Regions from separate parts of the Hordeum vulgare genome. Here region 2 is linked to region 1. Evidence: chromatin contacts called from public Hi-C data. All regions are on one chromosome and are shown on one strand. The core of a region is the stretch at or near the end of the contact, and the rest is flanking DNA. Distances in the headings are between cores, read along the strand shown.

Region 1 (5,322 bases), core at 760-3,259:
CTCTCCCTCTCTCGCGCGCCCACTCGCTCAAAATTAGATGAGAAATATGTTTAGTTTTCTCGCGAGATATTTTATATGTGTGCACGTGTGATTTTTGATGTTTTGTTTGTGTCAATCTGATATTAATGGGTGTTTATTTGCATTTCGGATCACCGCTTGTACAAAAGAAAAATGAATCATGCACTATAGATTAATTTGCACCAAAACTAACATTTTAGAAATATTCAACAACTAAAACTAACATCATATTTAGACTTTACACATTTTTTAATCAAATCTTATATATAACATGTTAAAATCAGAGTTATGGTTTAGAAGATATGGGTAATTCTATGTTACATAAACTGTGCAGGGATTAACCGAAACGTCAAGGGGTTTTCTGTTAAAACAAAAAAACAGTTCAGTTGACTTAAATATAGATGACGTGTTGAAAAATGGTTTGGATGTGACTTAAACATGTACTGCAAGTTAGTTTACAGAAAACTAAGGAGATTATTCACAAAATGACGTGATGCACGATGAGGAACTATCCATTCTTTATTATTATTAGGTATGTATAGATATAGATTTCTATATCTATCTATACATACTAATAAAGTGGCTATTGTTTTTTATCACCGAACAACCCCCCCTCCCCCCAGGGGCAGCAAGCTCTAGCCACGGGGGCAAACAAGTATTGTGTAAATATTACACAAGTATAGTTTATATATTTATATATACGTGCGATATCATAAAAGAAGAAAATAATCCCACCTCATGCTGTTTAAATATCTCCGTGAGTGACCATGGTAAGAAGCTGGCTAGAAGGTGCATGCCGTTCCATACATACCTTATGAAAGTAAATTGTGGGCTATGAAAGGATTGACGGATTCGAAATTATTATGGGATACAAGAAAATTGGATGATTAAGAGGAATGAGATGCAAAATTGGATTATTGAAGGGATTGCGGGGATGTTTGAGCCTCAATGTGTGAACTATATAAGGGCAAAATATGTGTGCCTTGCATCCTTGCCATTGGCACCCTGCCTGTCGACGATGGCATCATCCGGATGTTGTACTGCATGCTGAAGCAATTAGCGTTTTTTTAGTGTCGAAGCATGGGGTGTTGTGTTAGTTCGAACGTGTTCGGTCTAGAACTATATAAGGGCAAAACATGTGTAACCTCACATCCTTGTCATCGATGCCAAGACTTGTTTTGTCATATTGTTCGGTTGAGACTAAGTGATCCACCAGTCTAATAATACCATACAAAGAAAGTATAACATGGTTCCCACATTTGGTCATTTTGTAGGATAAGAGTTCTCTTTGTGGCGAAGCACATGGTGTTGCGTTTGCACATGCACATCAATCTATTTTTTCTGTTGCAATACATAGACATATCTCATGCTTCCTCCGTAAAGAAATACAAAAACATTTTAATTATTAAAATAGTGATCTAAATATTTTTATATCTAATAATAAAGAGGCTATTGCTTCCGTCGGAAAACCCACCGCTGCCGTTCTTTAAAAAAGCCCCTGTCTTTTAGGTAATTAAACCCGCAGTACCTTTTTATGTGTTACAAACAAGAAAACGTTTCATTTTTGCAGAGAGCCCCCTATGGCATTGGATAAGAGAAACGCATCTGGGCTGACAGGGCTAGGTCAGGGGATTTAGGAGTGGGTAAGGCTGGGCCTTGGCACGGCTAATGGGTTGTGCACTACTACTCTTTTTTTTTTCTTTAATTTCTTTTTCTAAATTCTTTAATTAAAAATGTATGGCATTATTTTTTTCCATTGCAACGCACTGGTTCTTTTGCTAGTTTAGTTTTTATAATTCTTTACAGAGGGAGTAGTAATACAAATCAAGACCCATTTATGTTCCCACGTACTCATTTACCAAACCCCAAAGCAACACGTCGTACCCACGACGCGACACCGGATGGGCCGGCGCGCTTTGTGCGCCGATGAGTGGTCCACCCGCACAAAGAGCCGCTACTGTACATCATTTCACTTTCTGTGCCGGTGGTGACCATGTTGTGCGGCAGGAGGAGCACTTCGTCGCAGTGCACCCGAAAGAAGGAACCGTATGATGCAGCGGCTAGCAACATCGATCGCATAGCTGGTACTACTAGTTGACACGAGGAAATGATAACAGGGGAGAGGGAAAACGGAGGTGCCTCTGCCTACGGCTAGGGGTTCCCGGACGATTGATGGGATCTTTCCATGTGCTGGGGAAGGGGAAGAAGCCTTTCCGTCGCGGATGATACCATCGCCTCCTTGCGATGATGGCCGGACCTTTTTTTCCTTCCGGCGCTTTCTTCGCGGCAAAATCTTCGAGAACATCGGCTGGCCTGGGCGGCGGCTCGCACATGCCGGCGAATCTTCCTCCACCCTTTTTGTTGCGAGCAGGATGATGTGCCAGCCTGCTTTTGCCTCGGACTTGTTAATTCAAAGCGAAGCTGAGAAGAAGCATGTTCCGAGTATCAGGTTCAGGTGCCGAATCCACGAACGTTCACCTGAATCAAGGTGCGCGTGTGCTGCCGGGTTTCTCATGGGTCGTAGGCTCGTAGTAGTTCGTTCGTGTGCTGTCCATGAACGGGTAATGGTCGTGGTCTCTGCTCCCAGATCGCGCCGGATAATCCTACAGTCCCAGCGCCAAAAGCTGCTGTTGTCCCATGTGCCCGTCGCTTCCACGGTCGGTGAAGATCACCCAAATGTCAGGGGACAGGTTCCAACATGTCATGTGCAGTCGACGCCGGCCCTACGCGCCCTTGTTTCAAATCATGTTGATCGATCATTCGCCGTCGGGCAGCCATTCTCGGCACAAACTGAGAGTATACTTGGGTATGTTTGGTTTATGGCTAATTTTATCATAACTAACCTTAAATAAAGTACAGCTGCACAAAAAGTATTATTAACAAAACCTAAAAAATAACGCTCACACGTGTGGACCTTTGCAAACCACCCAGGTTTACCGTTCGTTTACTGTTGCACCAATCTTGGCAACAGATATCTGAATTTACTTGTCATGTAGGACTGGGTTGATGTGGTCATTTAACCACTTCGCTCGCACGCTCGTTTCTCTCTTAGCATAATTTTTTTTATGTTCGTCTTAAAAATGATTTATCTCCTAATTAAAAAAACAGTTATAAATCCGTTTTCACCATTAAATCCGTCTCGACGAGATCTTCAAAGCTAGATCTCATGTTGATATGTTTCGATGAAAAAAAATTCGGATAAAAGTTGCCATGATGTTACATTATAGTTGAGATGATGTTACACTGTAGTTGTCATAGTGTTTACACTACAGTTGCCATGACATGTTATATCTACTTTTTTTTATAGATTTAAAGCTATCGTTATATTTCCAACTACTTTTTTTGATAATTTTTATTAATTGACCATGATAACTTTTAGTAATTAACCACGACAAATTTAATACATGGATCGTGGCAATGTTTAGTAATCCCTCATGGCAAATTTAGTTTATAGATCATGGTAATTTTAGAATTTTTACCATGATCGATGAAAAACAAATTGACCAAAAGTTGCCATAATGTTTGTACTATAATTGCTATAGTGTTTACATTAAAGTTGCCATAACATGTTTTACCTATTTTTCCAAGCTACCGCTATATTTTCAACTATTTTTACGACAATTTTTATTAATTGACCATGGTAATTCATCATGGAAATTTTAGTTTATGGTTCATGGCAAGTCTAGTTTCTTAATTCCCCATTTTATAATATGTCAAAATTTAGTTTTAAAGGTAAAAGAAAAAATAGCTGAAACATATCATGGCAATTTCAATGTAAACACCATGGCAGTTCATGTGCAACAGACATGGCAAGTTTTAACCCAAAAAAGTCATCGAAACATATTGATATCAGATCTAGTTTCGAAGATCTCATCGCGATGGATTTAATGGTGAAAACGGATTTTCAATCAGATTTTCCATTTAAGAGATAAAACATTTTAAAAACTGGAAATCCAAAAAGATTTCCACATGCATGCATGTAGTGACGTGAGACAGGAGGCCGGACGTGTGGGCATTATCTGTTTGGCCCACACATAGGCGTCTCAGCTGGTTTTCTTAGATACCATACGAGACGTGTGGCAAGACCCCTTAACGCCGAGATGTGTGGGCGTTATCGCGACCCGAACAAAATGGTCATCATAAGTATGGTAAGTTCTGGTACAAAGTTGAATCTATGGCATGTGAATCATGTAGAAAAATGTGACAATTCACAAGTGTGACAATGAACAAAACACATATCTAAGATGTTGTGACATGAGTAATGTTAGGCGTGACAACCTTAGGCTTCAAACCAAACATGCCCTTGATTTTTTGAGCCCCGAAACCATAGAACAATAATTCTATGGTATTTATTGTATAATAAAAGAAAGTATGTTACAAAGGAGAGGTGGGTATAAAAAGGCCTAAAGAAAGACCTATATTCTAGGCAAGACTTACCAATGCCTCCTCTAGATACATGAGTCATGTATTTATAAATTACCGTCTAACCACTCAATTTATCCTTAATCTTAAATCTTACCAGCTTCAAATCTTGCTGGAGATAAAACCTCCATGTTTAAATTGACTGCTACTTAGCCAATGCTCACCTAGTTGCATATATAGACAATATATTTGTTGCTAAACTTAATTTGTTGAAGAAAAGCTAAAAATTGGTAGTTGCCTATTCATCCCCCTCTAGTCAACCATATCGATCCTTACAATTTGTATCACAGCTACGTCTCCTTGTAAGGGTTTCACCACCCAAAGAGTATGGTCAACGACGGGGATCGGGTTGTGGATTTAACCGAGGCCATGGGTGTGAGCACGGTCTCCTAAGGGGATTTAAATGAGGAAATTTCCTTACTTAAATCCTCTACGACGACCGAGGTCAAATTCATGTTTAAAGACTTCCTTGAAGGGCTCAAACTCTCTACCGATCCATTGCGAGTGGTTAACACAACTACTTCGGAATCGTATGCCAACTCCGATAAGGAGAGGGCTAGTATTTATAAGATCAAGTCGCCTCAAGGAATGAGCGAGATGGATACCTATGCCTCGGTTCCTCCTCCCGTGGTCTATGGAGGACCAGTTCACCCACCACATATTATTAACCTTGGTCCTCCTCCTAAACTTGTTAAGAATAATTTTACTAATTGGGTTTTTCGTATCAAGTCTCATTTGAATCCATCTCAACACAACTTTCGAGAATCATTGAGCAAGGGTACTATCCTGATGATCCAAGCAACCTCACTCCAAGAGAAGAGGTCGGCAATCAACTCAACCACTACGCCTTGTTCATTCTTCAAGTGATTGTCCCCATTGAAG
Region 2 (5,322 bases), core at 1,730-4,229, 140 kb after region 1:
CACGCTCATGATCTCCAGCGCCACCTCCTTTGCTTTGGTTGCGGCATTGGAGGCCTCGATGTCGAGCTGCCTCTGCCTGGCCGCGGCATTGGTGGCCTCGATGTCGAGCTGCCTCTGCCTCACCGCCTCCTTAATGTCGAGCTGCCTCTGCCTAGCTGCCTTCCTCCATGTCGATCTTCCTCTTCTTGACCGTCTCCTCCATCTCAAGCTTCTTTGCTTGCAACTCCATGTATTACTTCATTTGCTCCTCCTTGCCTTGTCGCTTCTTCTCGTGATCTCGTCCCTCACTTCCTTTGGAGAGATCATGCCATGCAAAGTCTCATGCAAAGCATACGATGCCACATCACACTTGTCGTCCATCTTGGAGTTGGTCTTGCCCCTCGGCCTCTTTAATGCCTCACAATCTCCACCTACGGCCAAGGCGGTCGCCTTCTTGCCTCTCTTCCTTTGAAGCTCACGGTATTGATCTTTGAACTTAGGGCAATTATTGATGATTTTCCAACAATCAATGGCTTGTCATTGTGTCGGGCCTTGAATGCTTCCAAAGATTGAAATACCTACATGATCAACAACAATTGGACATGCAAACACAATTAATCATAGAGGAGGCCGAGGCATGGCCGTAGCAAAGGAAAGAGAAGAGGTCATACCATGTCCTCGATGCCAAGTCCACTCACGGGGCGTGCTTCAACGCTCTCAAGTGTGGCGCAATATTTGTTGCTTTCTTGTTGGATGAACAACCACCTCTTTTGAATCGAGTTGATGTTACAGGCGCTCGTAAATTGGTAGGGCGGAAACAACTTTCTTTCATGGAATGTTTTGTGAACTCTTGTCAAAAAACAATTCCCTTTTGTTGCGCACCGACTCTAGGATCTTGGTCAATCTTCTTCCAACTTTCGGAAATCAACTTGTCCTCATCTTGTGTGTATGATCCCGTACAAATGCTCTTCTTCCTCTTTTAAGCTTCCGCTCTTTGGGTGAGCTCGCCGATGAACAATGGCTCGCCAGCAATATCGACGTCGTCCTCTTCTTCTTCATCACCTTCGCAATGTATGCCATCTTCATCATGCCACGAGTCATCATGGTCGGCCTCAAAGTCTTCATCGGCCATGTACTTGTCGCGCCCATCTTGACTCTGGGTCTCCTCCGGATCGAAGGTTCCGCCCTGCCCACCCGTCTGAAAGGCCTCGCCACAGCCCTCGAAGATAACATTCTCCATGAACTGGGCGTAGAAGGTGTTCTCGACCGTTGGCGTCGGTGTTGGCATTTCGTCGAACAAGACGCGGGACGACGTCATGGTGGCCGTAGACGGCGGCCGGGCTTGCTTTCTTTGCATCTCCATGGACGGGCGGCCGCCGCTGCAGGACCACGACGTGACATTGAGGTCGATGACGGCGCGATCACGCTGACTTTCGACAACCCCGACACACGGGTCTAGGCTTGGCACCTTGGCGGAGGGAAACCGGGCGGCAATGGCGTGGTCGACGACGTCGGGCAGGGGCACTGCGGAGGCCAGACGACCGACGGGCCTGTGCTCGCTGGTCCGACGGGCGCAGCCGCGAAGCTCATCGGACGACACAACCCCATCACGAGGAGGGCGTGCACTTTGATGACGATGGCCTCCTTCTCTTGAGCATCAGCCTTCTGCCGCGCGGCCTCCAACGCGGCACGCTCGCTGGCGTACGCGGCCGCGGCGTCCTTCCTCTTTGCCTCTGCCCGCCGCCTCTTGGCCGATTCCGCGTCCAGCTTTGCGATCTCCTGCGACGTGAGTTTCGACCGCGGCTTTTTCGTACCCTTGGGCGCCTTCTTCTTCTTCGCCTTGGTGGCCGGGACGACGGCCGGGTCGCCGAAATTCGGCGGGGGATCGGTCATGGCGGGAGGGTAGCGGGCGGGGGGGGGGGGGGAGGATGGGGCGTGGGAGGGTTTTGGGAGAAAATGAAATGGAATGAGGCGTGGGGGCGCGAAGGTCGTGCTGCTTTGTGCCACCGGTGGACGGGTCTGGGGAGGACAAACGCGCGCGTCCCGCCCGCCCACGTGCCATCCATGCGTTGTCCATTTTATCTTAAAATCGAATCAAGTTTGGGTTGGAAATGGATTAAAAACGAACAGAAAACGGACGCCAAGGGACAGGTAAGGTGGCGCGCTGGAGTTGGGCTCACGAGAGAACAATTATTGATTGATTCGGCGCCTCTCGCACCTACGACGTGCCCGCGACCACCTGAAGGGCAAAACTACACACACGATTTTGCCTAAAAATCGTGGGCCACGACGTGGACGACACACGGCTCCCAGGTCCGAACCCGACCATGCCAAGCCAGGAGCGGCGGGACGGGTGGGTGTGGGATTTCCAGGTCCGGCTCGGCCGCTCGACAGCCGCACGCGGCGTCCGGAATCCGAGGACGTGCGTGCCAGTAAGCCAAACAACCGCGCGTCTGTCTCTCTCAGTGACGTGTGGGGGCGGCCGGATCGCGGGATCGACTCGTCGGCGTACAGCGTACAGCGTACTGGTACCACTAGCACGGATGACCGCTGTAATCACGCTGCAGATGCGCCATTATTCTGCGGGGACCAGGGTGTCAGTCAGGTCGAGGCGCCGGTGAGATGTGTCAGTGCTAGTACACACATCTCGGTGACCAAACTGCTACTGCCGCCGTCTCATCTCACGGTAAAAAATGTACTACTACTAACAGGCAAGTGGAAACAGTGTCATGTGCATGTTTTTACTAATGATGTGTACAGCAGTAGTACGTACTGTAGTTTTTGTAGATAAAAATGTGTGATCGTGGCGAAAAGGAGGGTGGTTGCACTAGCTCTCAATTCACCATGACAGTGCCAGTACAAAAACTATAATTACCCGACTAGTCCTGACTGGGATCGCAGCTGCTCCGATAATAAGTGACAAAGATAAATGGTAAAGAACAAGCACAGTCCTGAGGAGAGGCATCAATGGGGGCCGGGCCGTGCCGGAGAGGCAGGCAGCAGCAGCACTACTAGTCCTCATTATTTGACCACCACCACCACCTTCCCTTCGCTGCCACCTCCTGCCCTGCCTCTTCCCCTCTCCTCTCCTCTCATCTACCATTCCTCTCCCCTCCCCAGCATAAACACAGCTCAGCAGGCCCCATCTCCAATCTCCATTCCATTCTCTCTCTCTCCCTCCGGGCCGGGGCTTAAATCCAGCACGGCAATTGCCTCGCATTGTTCCCGAGGACTCCTTGGTTCTGGCTGCGTCGTACCAGGGACAGGGTAGCGGTGCCGTTCTTGGAGCGCTGTTCCCGGGCAGCTGCTTGAGGCCAGCCGTCCCGTCAGGGTGCTGTTCGCCGGCGGCGAGGCAATGGGGAGCGGCCGCGTCTGCTACGTTGTCGCGTCCGTCGTGTTGCTCTGGCTGGGCGTGGCCACTGCGCAGGGTGACTCTCCTTGGAAGACGCTCAGCGGTATAACATTCTCCGGCCACCCTCTCTTTGATCCGTGTCCATTGTTTACACAGGAGAGTTTAGCCTGAAATTTTAGAATTTTTCCACCATTTTGGGCTGGACATTTTACTCCTTTGCTGCATACTGTGGTTCCGCTCGGCTTTTGGATTGGAAGGTGGTGGCAGTAGCGTATTTGAGCATTTTGGGCTGGATCGGTTAGCTACTTCATCTTTCCACTCATTTTAGGCTTTTAGCAGTGCCTCAAGGGTGATGGATTGGAAGATGGGGACCGACCAAATTAGCCTTTTGGGGTAACGTACAGTTGCTGTTTTCAGCTAGCAGACATGTTTGTTACTAGCACATGCATGGCAGCAGCTTCTGGAGATCAAGCAGTACATTACTAATACTATATGTGCTTGAGCAGCTCCTCACATATCTCTGATGACAACTCTTATGGTTTATCATCTGGTCCTTCCAAGACTAAATAAACAGGCTTGATGTTTCAGGCAATGCTCCGGCGATCATAGCCAAGGGTGGATTTTCAGGCTTATTCCCCGACTCTAGCGAATTCGCTTACCAGTTCGCGATGATTGCGAGCTCGCCCGATACAGTCCTGTACTGTGATGTCCGGCTCACAAAGGATGGCCTTGGCGTCTGCCTACCAGACATTAAGATGGACAACTGCACCAACATTCCAGATTTCTATCCTAAGGGTAAGAAGAGCTACCTTGTCAATGGCGTATCGACAACGGGGTGGTTCTCCGTGGACTACAACGGCACCGAGCTATCGCAAGTGTCTTGTAAGTGCTACCATGCTGTCATAATGTTACTTAAGATTGGATCTTGTAGTGCTTGTTAGTGTGATGAGGAAGGGGACATGCCTCTCTTCTTGTTTGACCTCTCTATGATTAGAACTCACTGTGGTATATATGTTGAACAGTGAAGCAAGCAATCTTCTCTCGCACGCCTAGGTTTGATCCAAGCTTCTTTCCATTGCTCGCTGTCGAAGATGTGGCGTCCAAGTTTAAGCCTCCTGGAATGTGGCTCAATATCCAGGTACAGTTAACAGTGCCGTCTGCATGCAGTAGAATATGTTGCAGGACATTGTGCCGTTGCTGAAAATGAGCCATTTTGCAGCATGACGATTTCTACAGCCAGTTCAATATGAGCATGAGGAAATACATCCTTTCTGTGTCTAGACGTGTCATCGTTGACTACATCTCATCGCCTGAAGCAAGCTTCCTCACCAGCATTAGTGGAAGGATTAGCAACAACACAAAGCTCGTGTTCCGCTTTCTTGACGAGGCCACTCTTGAACCATCTACCAAAGACACATATGGTTCCATGTTGAAAAATCTTACATTTATCAAGACATTTGCATCTGGGATACTTGTCCCGAAGAAGTACGTCTGGCCTGTTTCACCAGATAATTATCTGCAAATGTACACTTCGATCGTCGATGATGCTCATAAAGTGGGGCTGGAAATTTATGCTGCTGATTTTGCCAACGACTTTGCGCTCAGTTACAACCATAGCTACGATCCGTTAGCTGAATCTCTATCGTTCATTGATAATGGTGCATTTTCTGTTGATGGCATATTGACTGATTTCCCTGTCACGCCTTCAGAAGCCATTGGTGAGTTTTTTTCCTGCCATATTTGACAATGATTCATGTTTATTCCCTCGAAAATGTTTATTTCTCAATAAAATTCATGCACTTGCGACACATATGATGGTATCATCTACTTTCCATTTTGATATGGCATGAATTTGGACTCTCAACCTAATAACAGGACTAGTAACAACATAATTGTTAACATGACCTTTCAACATACAACAACAACAACAAATCTGTTCAACATACAACAACAGGACCTTTCAGCATAAAAGTGGAACATATATTTACCTC

The links. Hi-C and Micro-C count contacts between places; a contact is called where the count stands out from the background.
Region 2: a Hi-C map of seedling shows a contact between it and region 1, with 2.3 times the contacts expected there. The contact joins the promoter of LOC123426981 here to the enhancer-like site in region 1. A contact is called at or near these places in 4 of 6 Hi-C or Micro-C datasets (leaf, seedling and an unstated tissue) and 1 of 1 datasets of contacts at active chromatin or transcription factors (embryo).

The regions. Positions count from the first base shown.
Region 1 is chr2H:521,929,087-521,934,408 of MorexV3_pseudomolecules_assembly, forward strand. No RefSeq gene overlaps it. Among protein-coding and RNA genes, the nearest start is that of LOC123430410, 120 kb to the left of the region's middle. Within about 2 kb of position 2,010, at least 3 of the 3 cell types and tissues checked have open chromatin away from gene starts, as enhancers often do. A contact at or near this core is called in leaf and seedling, where this site is marked.
Region 2 is chr2H:522,068,968-522,074,289 of MorexV3_pseudomolecules_assembly, forward strand. It overlaps LOC123426981 (glycerophosphodiester phosphodiesterase GDPDL4-like), which reads left to right and starts at 2,980. Exons shown (of 9, transcript XM_045110904.1): 1 at 2,980-3,434; 2 at 3,920-4,213; 3 at 4,354-4,469; 4 at 4,551-5,049. The coding sequence starts at 3,335.